3 separate regions of the Sus scrofa genome follow, and regions 2 and 3 are each linked to region 1. The links are chromatin contacts, called in public promoter capture Hi-C maps. All regions are on one chromosome and are shown on one strand. Each heading gives the region's core, a stretch centred on a gene start, on an enhancer-like site or on the middle of the called end of the contact. The rest is flanking DNA. Distances are from core to core; before and after follow the strand shown.

Region 1 (3,467 bases), core at 288-2,787:
GGCATGGAAGTTCCCTGGGCCAGGGACTGAATACAAACCCTAGCTGTGACCCATGCCCCAGGTGGAGTAAAGCTAGATCTCTTAATCCACTGTGGCAGGCTGGGGATCAAACACACACTTTTGCAGCCACCTGAGTCACTGCAGTTGGATTCTTAACCCACTACACCACAGTGGGAACTCTGAAATTTATTATCTTTTAAACTTACATTCTTTATTCCATTTTCTCAAGTCTTAGTAGACTGTTTACCTTTTTGCTTGGATTTTTTACAAAACAGTGTGAAGTTATTCACTAGGTCTGGGTCTTCTATCCAGGTGGTGAGACAGTGAAGGTCAAAGAGATCTCACCAAATACACATAGCTGGAGAGGTGGAAAAATAACTGCTGCTATTTATTTTTGCTCAAAAGGCCTAAACTACACATATTTAAATAGTACAGATTTTAATATACTGCAATAAAACAAAAACGCATTATCTCAGTATTAGAATAAGTTAGCCCTTCCATATAATAAAAACATTTTGTCTAGCAACTCTGAAATTTATTCAGACCTACGTTAGAATTCTAACTCCAGCCTTTTGCCAGCTGGGTGACGCTGAGCAATTTATTGAATCTCTTGATCGTTTTCCTCAGTCTCTAAAATGAGAGTACAAGGAGGTACAGTGGTTAGGTTCTCAAGTCAATAAGTAAGGGATAGGGTGGGGGTAGTTCCTCCACAGTGGTGCCGAATGCAGCGGTTTGGGTCACTGTGGAGTTGTGGGTTGCATCCCGGCCCCAGTAGGTTTAAGGATCCCACGTTGCCACAGCTGTGGAGTAACTTGCAGCTATGCAATAGGTTACAGCTGGGGCTCCTGTTCAGTCTCCTGTGCCTGGGAACTTTCATAAGCCGCGGGTATGGCAATTAAAAAAGGGAAAAGGGGGCAAAGAGCCTAAGTCACAATTACCTTTGAAAATCACCTGAATTACACTTAAGTATTTTAATATTGATTTCAACGGAAACAAACTATATAGTAAACTTTATGGACACTAAATTTTGAGAAACCACTTAGAGAAATAAAAAGAATGTATATATGCAATGTCTAGGCATTAAAGCCATTCTGGTTTTAAATTAAATCTAAAATCACTAACAGTGATCAAGATATGGATGGAGAACACAACTCCGGTGCTTAACAAATGTTAGTGTCCTTCCTTTCTTCCGCCCTTTAGCCTACCAGGAAATTTCCCAGAGCGGTCGTTTTAACGTGGTTGTGCCTGAGGCGTAGGTAGTGGTTTACCCAGCAAGTACCTGAGGGAAGAAACTTTAAGGTTTGGGGTTCTCATCCTGACACTGGCACTTGGAAGGTCCTCGCTAACAAGATAATGAATTATTTACCACAGATTAGAGCTCAGACCGTTTCAATGCACTAACACCTCGGAAATTTTAAGAAACAAACTTGTCACACGCAACGCTACCTCAGAGCCGTAGTTGGCCCTTAGCTCCGGAAAACCTTGACCAATCCTTCCGGCTTCCGTAATCTCGCTCAATTTCGCGAGACCGAGACTGGCTGCGCGGCACCGCCGCTAGGGGCGGATTCAGAACACTTCCGGGAGGTCACTCTGTAGGTGTCTGGGATGTATGCTTCCGGCGGCTTGCAGGCTCCCTCCTCAGATTCCGGGACCACCCGGCTGAAGTAGTGGGCCCAGAACAGTGGACAGGCAGCCCATTGGTTGTTGGGCCCAGCCGTCTCTCACCATGGACCGGGACCTTCTGCGGCAGTCACTGAATTTCCACGGGCCTTCATTGCTCTCCCTGCTCCGGAGCGAACAGCAGGACAATCCGCACTTCCGGAGCCTCCTGGGCTCGGTGGCAGAGCCTCCGCGGGGCCCGCCACCCCAGCAGCAGTTACAGGGCAGGTAATGGGATAGGGGCGCCGCTGCGAGACGGGGAAAGGGGACAGCTCGGGGTTCCACTGCCGCAGTCGGGCGCCTGAGCCTTCTAGGAGCGGAGCGGTGTTGTGAGCGCGTGGTGATTGTGGCGCTGGTTCCGAGGGCAGTGTGGAGGAGGGTTCACACTCCTGGTGTGAGGGCAAGATGGGGACTGAACTTTTTAAATCTGGTACTGCCTACCGGAGGCGCTGATTCTTTAGTAAAATCCCCCGGGGCTTCTGTATCTGGAACTGCGCGGGTGTCACATTTTTTATGTTTCCCCGCCCTCTATCTGGGCTGGCAAATGAGGTTAAAACATTTTTTCAGAAGGCGTACGGCCAAGAGCTTAAGATGGACCCGATTGGGCATTGAAAACCGAGAGCAGAAGCTTGGACGTACTAAAAGGTTTTGTAGATAAACCAGTTTTCATAACTTTTGTTTTTTTTTAAGAAAAGAGAAGAAAGTTGACAACATTGAAATACAAAAATTCATTTCCAAAAAAGCGGATCTGCTTTTTGCACTTTCCTGGAAATCAGGTACACCTACAACTTCTGAAATTAATGAAGATAATGAAGGTGAGTTTTGATTGCGGTTTGGTTTAACACCACTTCAAGTGAAATCGAATGCAAAGCTGTTGTTAGTACTGTTTTGTTAATTATTTTTTCAGATCATTATGCAGTCATGCCACCTTTAGAGCAGTTCATGGAGATACCTGGTATGGACCGAAGAGAGCTGTTTTTCCGAGATATTGAGCGTGGTGATATAGTGATTGGAAGAATTAGTTCCATTCGGGAATTTGGGTTTTTCATGGTGTTGATTTGTTTAGGCAGTGGCATTATGAGAGATATATCCCACTTAGAAATCACAGTAAGTTACTCACTCTTCAGTTATTTGATTGTCTCTGTTTTTGATAACGTGTCATCTCAATGCAAGAATTATGTCTTTGTATCCAGTTGTAATTAAGTGTATTCTGCAGACATAGTTTTGAGAAATAAGTATTATTTGGAGAAAAATAAAGCACTATTTCTTTTTAAAAAATTATTGGCAGTAATATAGTTATCTACTCCTCCACCACTTCTAGTTTTAGGGGTTTGGGTTGGGAGGGGTGGTGACCTTTTTAAAATGCTCAAAAAGATACCAGTGGACATGATGAGATTGGTAACCTGTGGTTATTCTAGATGAACGTTACCTTTATTAGCATTTGCTACTAGATATCTGCACGTGGACAATTTAAAAACAAATCCACTATCTATGAGATACTTTGCCCAAAGTAAATGACCTGAATTTAAAACATTTCACTTTAATTTAAAAGGTTTGATATTTATTGTCTATTAAGACAGATGAAAATGGAAGAAAAGCAGAAGGTATCGCCAACTAGATAACAGACCTAACCTTTGGAGAATTCACATTTCATTTTCATTGGAACTCTCCTACCTGCTGGACAAATTTTAATTTTATATTTAACAAGCACAAAATACCTTTTGGTTTCATAATCCGTGCTTATATTTGGGTCCTAAAACTAATTGCAAATTTCATGAGATTTTAGTTTTTTAACTGAACTAGAAAAT
Region 2 (3,467 bases), core at 649-3,148, 960 kb before region 1:
ATAAATCTGATTTTGCCTCAGATGAACCAAAGACTTTTGAAATTCTGCTTCCTATAGAAGAACAGCTGGATAAAGGCATTTGACTGGTAGCTCTTAGCATTAAGGAAACTTATCTACTTGCTACACTGCACTCATCCATTTGGGGCAGTGGTGCACCCAGTAATCTGTGATCTCAAGGAGCTTCAACGTCTTAACGGGAACTTGCATTTTCTTCTTAATCTTTAAAGACACGGCATTGGCACTTAACCTCAGGACTAGCCTGTGCTTTCAGGATATTTGAATTGCGCCTGCGTTTAGAGGCTGTGCATTGAGCATCTACTAAGTTATGTAAAAGGCAAGACACCCTTCCCTCTGGGCTGGTGGCAAATTTCAGAGTAATTCTTGAGGACGAATGCCCTAAAATAGGACACAGCAGTAGCAGGGCTTCCTTAAGTGCCATGCTGGGTCAGTGCTCCTTGGCGCTTGTCTTCCTAGCAGCATGTACAGTGCAGGGAGCAAAGTCAGAAGTAATTGTGTCCGGTGGGGTTCGCTGCTGCAGCACATTGACGCCTAACATGGGATCAAGTAGCCCAAGGAGGGGTGGGTGCAAGGCCCAGATAGGGGCTGCTTGCAGCCTCCCCTGCCCCATACATGCCGGAGGACTACCACATGGTCAGCCCTCACCCTTGAGTCTGAGAACCAGGAGAGAAGCCAGCCTCATCTGGCAGTTTCAGAGTGCATAAAAGAGTCATTTTAGGCTTACATTCTATAGATCTGTTTGCTCTCCGGCAAAGATGGAGAGTCCTTATTCCTGGGGCACTACTATGCATATTTGAAAATAAAGGGTGAAATCTTTGCATCTTCTTCAAAGAATCGTCTCTGAAAAGTAACTACTTTAAACCAGTGACTATAAATGCAAGTCTACCAAAATAAACTTTAAGACTCTCTCTATAAAAAAAAGCACATACATTACTTCCTTTAAAAAAAAAAATAACATGCCCAACTATTTATAAAATTCAATTCATTAAAAACAAAAGTTGTTCCCTTTTGGCTTAGGGGGTTAAAGATCACAGGGGAACAGACCACAACTGCAGCTCGGGTACCATCCCTGGCCAGGGATATTCTACGTGCAGAGGTTGAGGCAAAAAAAAAAAAAAAAAAAAAAAAGTTAATAAAAAGGAGGAAACGATATACCTTAACGCTAAAAATGATTGGTCTGTCCAGAAGACAGCGGTCTTTCTAGAAATGAGCGCCACATGTAGGATATTCTTTTCTAATACCTGCAGGGTGACTTTCCATTCATTTGGCTACTTTCATGTATTCACTCAATATTTACTGAATAATCTCTTTATGACAGACTCTGGGAGTACAAACTCCTCACCATCCCGACTCGCCTTTTTTTTTTTTTTTTAAATCCACCCGAACGTGACAGAGCTTTCAGTTCCATAACCAAAAGCTCTTCAGTGAAGTTTTTCCCACCTCTCCCAGCCAAACTGTACCTCTAGGTTTAATTTTAAAAATACTGGGTTTTTACAGACCCCCCCCCCCACAGTAAGTGGAACAAAATGTGTGAGAAAGACGGCAATATCTTACGTGGGAGACTTCTCCAAGGTCACTTACTCTTGACAGAGGTGGGTTTGGGCCCAGCCATCCCAACGGCCTTTCCATCCTTGAGCATTCTCAGCATCTCAGCAACCAAACATGAGCCAAAGTTAGAGATGCGGACAGACTACTCACATCGCTTACCTTGTGCTAGGAGGGGCCTGAGGACGTATTAACAACCTACACGCCTTCAGGGCGGCCGAGACTCTTCTACAGAACACAGCCAAACCGGCTGCAGCCATTTTTTTTCGGATCAGTAAGCAAACTGTATTTCCGCCAACAATGGCGTCACTTCCTGTGTCTCACGCGGACTGATAACGAGCACTGAAATTGGCTTTGCCCTCAGTCAACATGGCTATTTTCCGGCTTCGCCCTTGTTAGGAAATTGACACTCTCGGCTCCCGTTACTCCTCCCCGCCCTTCTCTCGCCCATAGTAGCCATGGCGGCAATGAGTTTGTTGCAGCGGGCTTCAGTCACTGCTGTGGCCACTCTGTCCCGCAGCCGCCTTGGCACACGGTTTGGATTCGGGGGTTTCCTCACCCATGGCTTTCCTAAGACTGGCGGTGAGTGCTGGCTTTGGGAGAAAGCGCGGTCAGGGAATGCGGCAGGAGAGACAGAGGACTTTTCCCGGGTCACCTTGGTGGAATCCGGAGGGAGCGGGGAGAAATTGAGGACTTGCGGCTTGAGAGAAGGAGCATGGGCTGTGTGAGGAGACTGAGAATTTCCTGAATTAGATCGATCATGTCAAAGTTATTAATTAGAATTTGTGAGACACTTCGTCATTCACCTGATCTGTTGGTGCTAATTTGAGGATGAAGCTGCGGTTAGAAAGGCACAGGGCTGAGACCCATCTTTCTCAGGCACCAGATTCTTTATATGTTCCACCTGGGCTACATTTCAGTCTCACAAGGTGGGAAATCACGTTGCTGAGGAGCCCACCCATGCTAAGTAATAATATACAGACAGGTGACGAGGCTCTGGGCTAACTCATCTGGTAGGCACAGTGCCTTCATGATGATATTTTTAGGTGTCTACGAAAATGTTTTAACTTAAATTTATTTTAAAATCAGAAAGAAAAGGACCAGAATGTTAATGCATTATGTGATGGTGAATCCAGCCTGGATCGTAATGGTTTTATAGAATGTAATCATAAAATAATTATTTTTAATATCTTAGGAAGGGACCCATAAGGAAAAAGTTCCTAGGTCTTAGAAAAGTCATTGCCTTCTTGCGGGGGGTGGGGTTATTTAGATCCTCTTGGACACTGTGAGTTGAATTCTAGGAGAATGAATAATCATAGTGGGGAAACATCAAATTCTTTGTATTCAGTATATTTTATTTCCTCTTCGATTCTATAAAGGGAGTATATAATATTACCCTCACTTTACAGATGAGAAAACTGTGACTCAATATTTATAAAAACAGTGTACTCCTGGAGTTCCCGTGGTGGCTCAGTGGTTAACGAATCCGACTAGGAACCATGAGGTTGCTGGTTCCCTCCCTGGCCTTGCTCAGTGGTTTGAGGATCCGGCGTTGCCGTGAGCTGTGGTGTAGGTTGCAGATGCCCCTCGGATCCCGTGTTGCTGTGGCTATGGCTCCAGTTCGACCCCTAGCCTGGGAACCTCCATATGCTGCAGGAGCAGCCCAAGAAATGGCAAAAAGACCAAAAAAAAAAAAAAAAAAAAGTGTATTCCTGTATTAAATTGAATAATCAGCTAACATTTATTGAGCACTTATGTGCTGGACACCACTCTAAGATATTAAAGGTATTCATTTAATTCCTCTTGAAAAAAAAATACATTGTAAGCATTCAATACGTAGTTATAGAGGAGGTGAAATTTAAAGCCAAAAAATTCTTATCATACCTAATTGAAGATAAACTGAG
Region 3 (3,467 bases), core at 562-3,061, 830 kb before region 1:
AAGGATCAAGGGATGGGGAGATTGGAGAGGAGACAGAGGCTTTCACTGAGCTGGTGCGTTTGCTCCTGCTGGGCGGCCATGAGTCTTCCTGGTCTTTTTGTGGGGTCACACTAGTGGTTCTTTAGAGATACCTTCCACTCCTTCTTTTCCTCTCAGGGACTTCCACAAGGACCTTTTGATGCCCTGTTGTAGCCAAAATCAACCTCTGTACAGGGGTACTAATTAAGTCTCAGAGACAGAGTTTTGGGTGAAGCAGAAAGAACACTTTATTGCTTTGCCAGGCAAAGGAGTCCATAGTAGGCTAATGCCTTCAAAACTTTCCTCTCTTGAGAGAGGATAGCAAGAGGTTTTATAGGCTGAACAAACAGGGCTGTTGATAAGGATTAAGGTGCCTGCATTCTTCTCCCTCCCTAGATCATTTCAGAGTCATCGGGGCCAGAGTCAGGGGGTTGGGTAAATGGTTTCTGGTGGTCTTTGGGGTTATCGCATCATGACCATCGCTTTGCAGTGAAGATTGCCCAGAAAAGGATGTGGGTGTTAGGGAGTGTTTCAAAAGAAAACACCAGGTGTGATAAAACTCTAACTAGAAAGTAACCGTTAGAAAAAGAAAGCAATTAAGCAAGGAAGAAATTATTTGTGAAAAGCCAGTTAGAGTAAGTTAGTGGGTTAAGGACATAACATAATGGAGACTGTTTTAACTAGTTTTTAGCTGTAGAAATATTTCCTAATCATTAACCCTTGAGTCAGTCTTTTGAAACTGAGGGGAGGCCTGGGAGGTTAAAGGAAAAGCCTTTTACTTCAAAACATAAGGACTAGGAGTTTCGGTCGTGGCTCAGCAGTTAATGAATCTGACTGGAATCCATGAGGACGCAGGTTTGAGCCCTGGCCTCGCTCAGTGGGTTAAGGATCTGGTGTTTCGGTAAGCTGTGGTGTAGGTTACAGATGCAGCTCGGATCCTGCGTTGCTGTGGCTGTGGTGTAGGCCGGCAGCTACAGCTCAGATTCTACCCCCAGCCTGGGAACCTCCATATACTGTGGGTGCAGCCCTAAAAAAAGCGAAAAAAAAAAAAAAAAAAAAGGAAAAGCCCACAAGGACTCAAGGGCTTATACATGGTTTCAGTCTACCTTTTTCTTTGATGTTCCTCAATCTTAAGAAGGAACCAGTGTGGAACAAGAAAGGGAGTAAAGTTTAGATTGAGAGGTTCATCATAAACGTGGCAGAGGATCTTGGTTTTAGTTCCGTCTCTGATTTAGAGACCGACAACCTCTATATCCCCATCCCAGCTCCTGCCTGAGCCTCTTCAGCCGCCATCCCATCGTCTTATATGGTGCCCTCTCTGGCGGGGCCTGACTGCCTTCTGAGCTCTCCTTTTAGCCCCAGAAGAAGCCCACACATCCTTGTCAGCCAGAGTTGTCTCTGCTTTTCCCATCCTGGCAGTTGCAGCCAGCCTCCTATGCTTCTCCGGGTAAAGGCAAGTTCCTGAGAGCTCCCTGTGTTCTGCTCCAGAAACAGCCCCAGGCAGGTACACTCAGAGCCCAGGAGCTCTGCAGCAGTTGCCTGGGGCGCGGAGCCATTGGTTTTTCTTGCTGGTACCCCAGTCTCCACCAGGGTTTCTCTCATCTTCCCACATGGGAGAGGCTGCAGAGCCCTCCTCTCCTGTAACTTCCTTCAGAGGACCCTCCCCACCCCCTGCCAATGCATCACTAGCCTGCTCTGAAATAGGCTGTCATGGACCCATATGCCCACTGAGGAGCAAGTCCTATAAGGACAGAAAGTGGGGTGTTTATCACGCCTTTAGTTCTGAGTCAGCAGGAAGAGTCCTGTTCTCATGCCTGGTACATAGTCAACATCCAGTGCATGTTGGCCACTATCACTATTTAGCTTCTGTGGGCTTGAGTTTTCTTATCTGCAAGTCAGGGCTAATGGTAATCGCCACTCTGTTTCCCACTTAGTGCTGCTAATGTGTATGAAAGTGTTGTGAATTGGTTATTTTCATTTTTCAGCCTCAACAGAATGGGATCTCTCCACGAATGTTTAAGGCCTTTGTGAGCAAGAGCCACCCAGAATTCTCTTCCAACAGACAGCAGGATGCCCAAGAATTTTTCTTACACCTGGTGAATCTAGTAGAGGTGAATCAGTCTTTCAAAATGCTGGAAAGAGTTGTAAGAAGTGTGCCCCGCCCTTGCATGCAGTCCCCGCTGATGTGGCTGGAACGCCCCCCTCCCCACCTAATTCAGAATTGGTTCTTTGGGGCTTCCTCCTCTGGGCCCATTTGATATAATCACCCTCCTGGGCACTTCTGGGTCTGCCTGTTCTCCTCTTAATTTGAACGTGTTATAGGAGTGTTGATCCATTATTTCTATTCGCTGTTTTTGTTTTTTTTTTGTCCCTGCAACATGCTTCCTGAGAGTCCCGCATGGTATTTGGTGTCCTCCTGCCATCACTCCGAGACAGTCACTCTTGGCTCAGAGCAGAGGCAAATCACATTAAATGCTGTGGTTTTTAAAGGCTACGGAGAATTCATGATTAAAGGCTTTTTTCCCCTCTGAAAAGAAACAACTATTTTTTTTCCTGATGACAAATGTGTTCCTTGTGGAAACAGAAAGGCACAAAGGAGAAAACCAAAACCTCCATGCTACCAGCCCCACGAATGATCAATGCTGATATTTTGGTGTCTGACCCCCCCACCCTGGTGATTTTCCAGGTGAAATCAATTCTTTGCATGCTGATTTTCATTTGTGAATGTTTTGCCATGTCATTACATACTTGAATATAACGTGACTTCTTTTTGATTTTTATATAATTTGCATTAGTGCATTTACATAATCGTATCATACATGGATTAGTTTTTCCAGGGCAGTCCTTGATTTTTTTTTTTTTCCTCCTTTTTCTTTAATTGGGTTTCCTCATCTCCTTTCTTCTAGTTCTATCTAGGTCAGAAAAAGTCTCTGCCATGACTTTTAATGGCTGCATAATGTTAATTCACATGATGAACTATAATTTATTTGACCAATCTGCCATGTTTGGACTTTAGGTAAATACCAGTCTTTTGCTTTGAAGTTCTCTGGTGAACTGGCATGCCCAGAGGGAACATTTGGTAGCACCAGGTCTTTACACCAGATTTATGTGTGATTTTATGCTAATTTTCATTCAGGGCTTAATATTCATGAATTTACTAACCTGATATAATCCAACCTTCAGAGGAACCGCATTGGCTCAGAAAACCCAAGTGACGTTTTTCGGTTTTTGGTGGAAGAACGCATTCAGTGCTGTCAGACCCGGAAAGTCCGCTACATGGAGAGGGTGGATTACCTGATGCAGTTACCCGTGGCCATGGAGGCGGCGACCAACAAGGGTAATGGGGATGAGCAATGGACTTCATCATGTAGAAACTTGCACCAGAGATACTGCCGTTTAGTCATGCATGGTTGACTGAACAAGAGTGGACCCAGTGTTTGGCTTGCTCT

The links. Promoter capture Hi-C pulls out the DNA fragments that hold promoters and counts their contacts.
Region 2: a promoter capture Hi-C map of fetal liver shows a contact between it and region 1, with 5 times the contacts expected there. The contact joins the promoter of NDUFB5 here to the promoter of TTC14 in region 1. A contact is called at or near these places in 2 of 5 promoter capture datasets (fetal liver and liver), 4 of 47 Hi-C or Micro-C datasets (fetal skeletal muscle, heart right ventricle and liver) and 1 of 2 datasets of contacts at active chromatin or transcription factors (skeletal muscle).
Region 3: a contact with region 1 is called in a promoter capture Hi-C map of fetal liver, with 4 times the contacts expected there. The contact joins the enhancer-like site here to the promoter of TTC14 in region 1. A contact is called at or near these places in 2 of 5 promoter capture datasets (fetal liver and fetal skeletal muscle) and 6 of 47 Hi-C or Micro-C datasets (brain, embryonic fibroblasts, fetal skeletal muscle and 3 more).

What each region holds. Positions count from the first base shown.
Region 1 is chr13:118,612,857-118,616,323 of Sscrofa11.1, forward strand. TTC14 (tetratricopeptide repeat protein 14) reads left to right here and starts at 1,538. Exons shown (of 12, transcript XR_002338123.1): 1 at 1,538-1,887; 2 at 2,350-2,474; 3 at 2,567-2,766. It overlaps LOC102167959 (a long non-coding RNA gene), which reads right to left and starts at 1,562. Exons shown (of 7, transcript XR_002338126.1): 1 at 1,447-1,562.
Region 2 is chr13:117,654,513-117,657,979 of Sscrofa11.1, forward strand. It overlaps NDUFB5 (NADH dehydrogenase [ubiquinone] 1 beta subcomplex subunit 5, mitochondrial), which reads left to right and starts at 1,899. Exons shown (of 6, transcript XM_003132546.2): 1 at 1,899-2,145. The coding sequence starts at 2,022. It overlaps MRPL47 (39S ribosomal protein L47, mitochondrial), which reads right to left and starts at 1,876. Exons shown (of 7, transcript XM_003132547.4): 1 at 1,726-1,876. The coding sequence starts at 1,823.
Region 3 is chr13:117,779,815-117,783,281 of Sscrofa11.1, forward strand. USP13 (ubiquitin carboxyl-terminal hydrolase 13) reads left to right here. Exons shown (of 21, transcript XM_021071212.1): 11 at 2,004-2,129; 12 at 3,202-3,355. Among named protein-coding and RNA genes, the nearest start is that of USP13, 81 kb to the left of the region's middle. Within about 2 kb of position 1,812, at least 1 of the 83 cell types and tissues checked has an H3K27ac peak or open chromatin away from gene starts, as enhancers often do. A contact at or near this core is called in fetal liver, where this site is marked.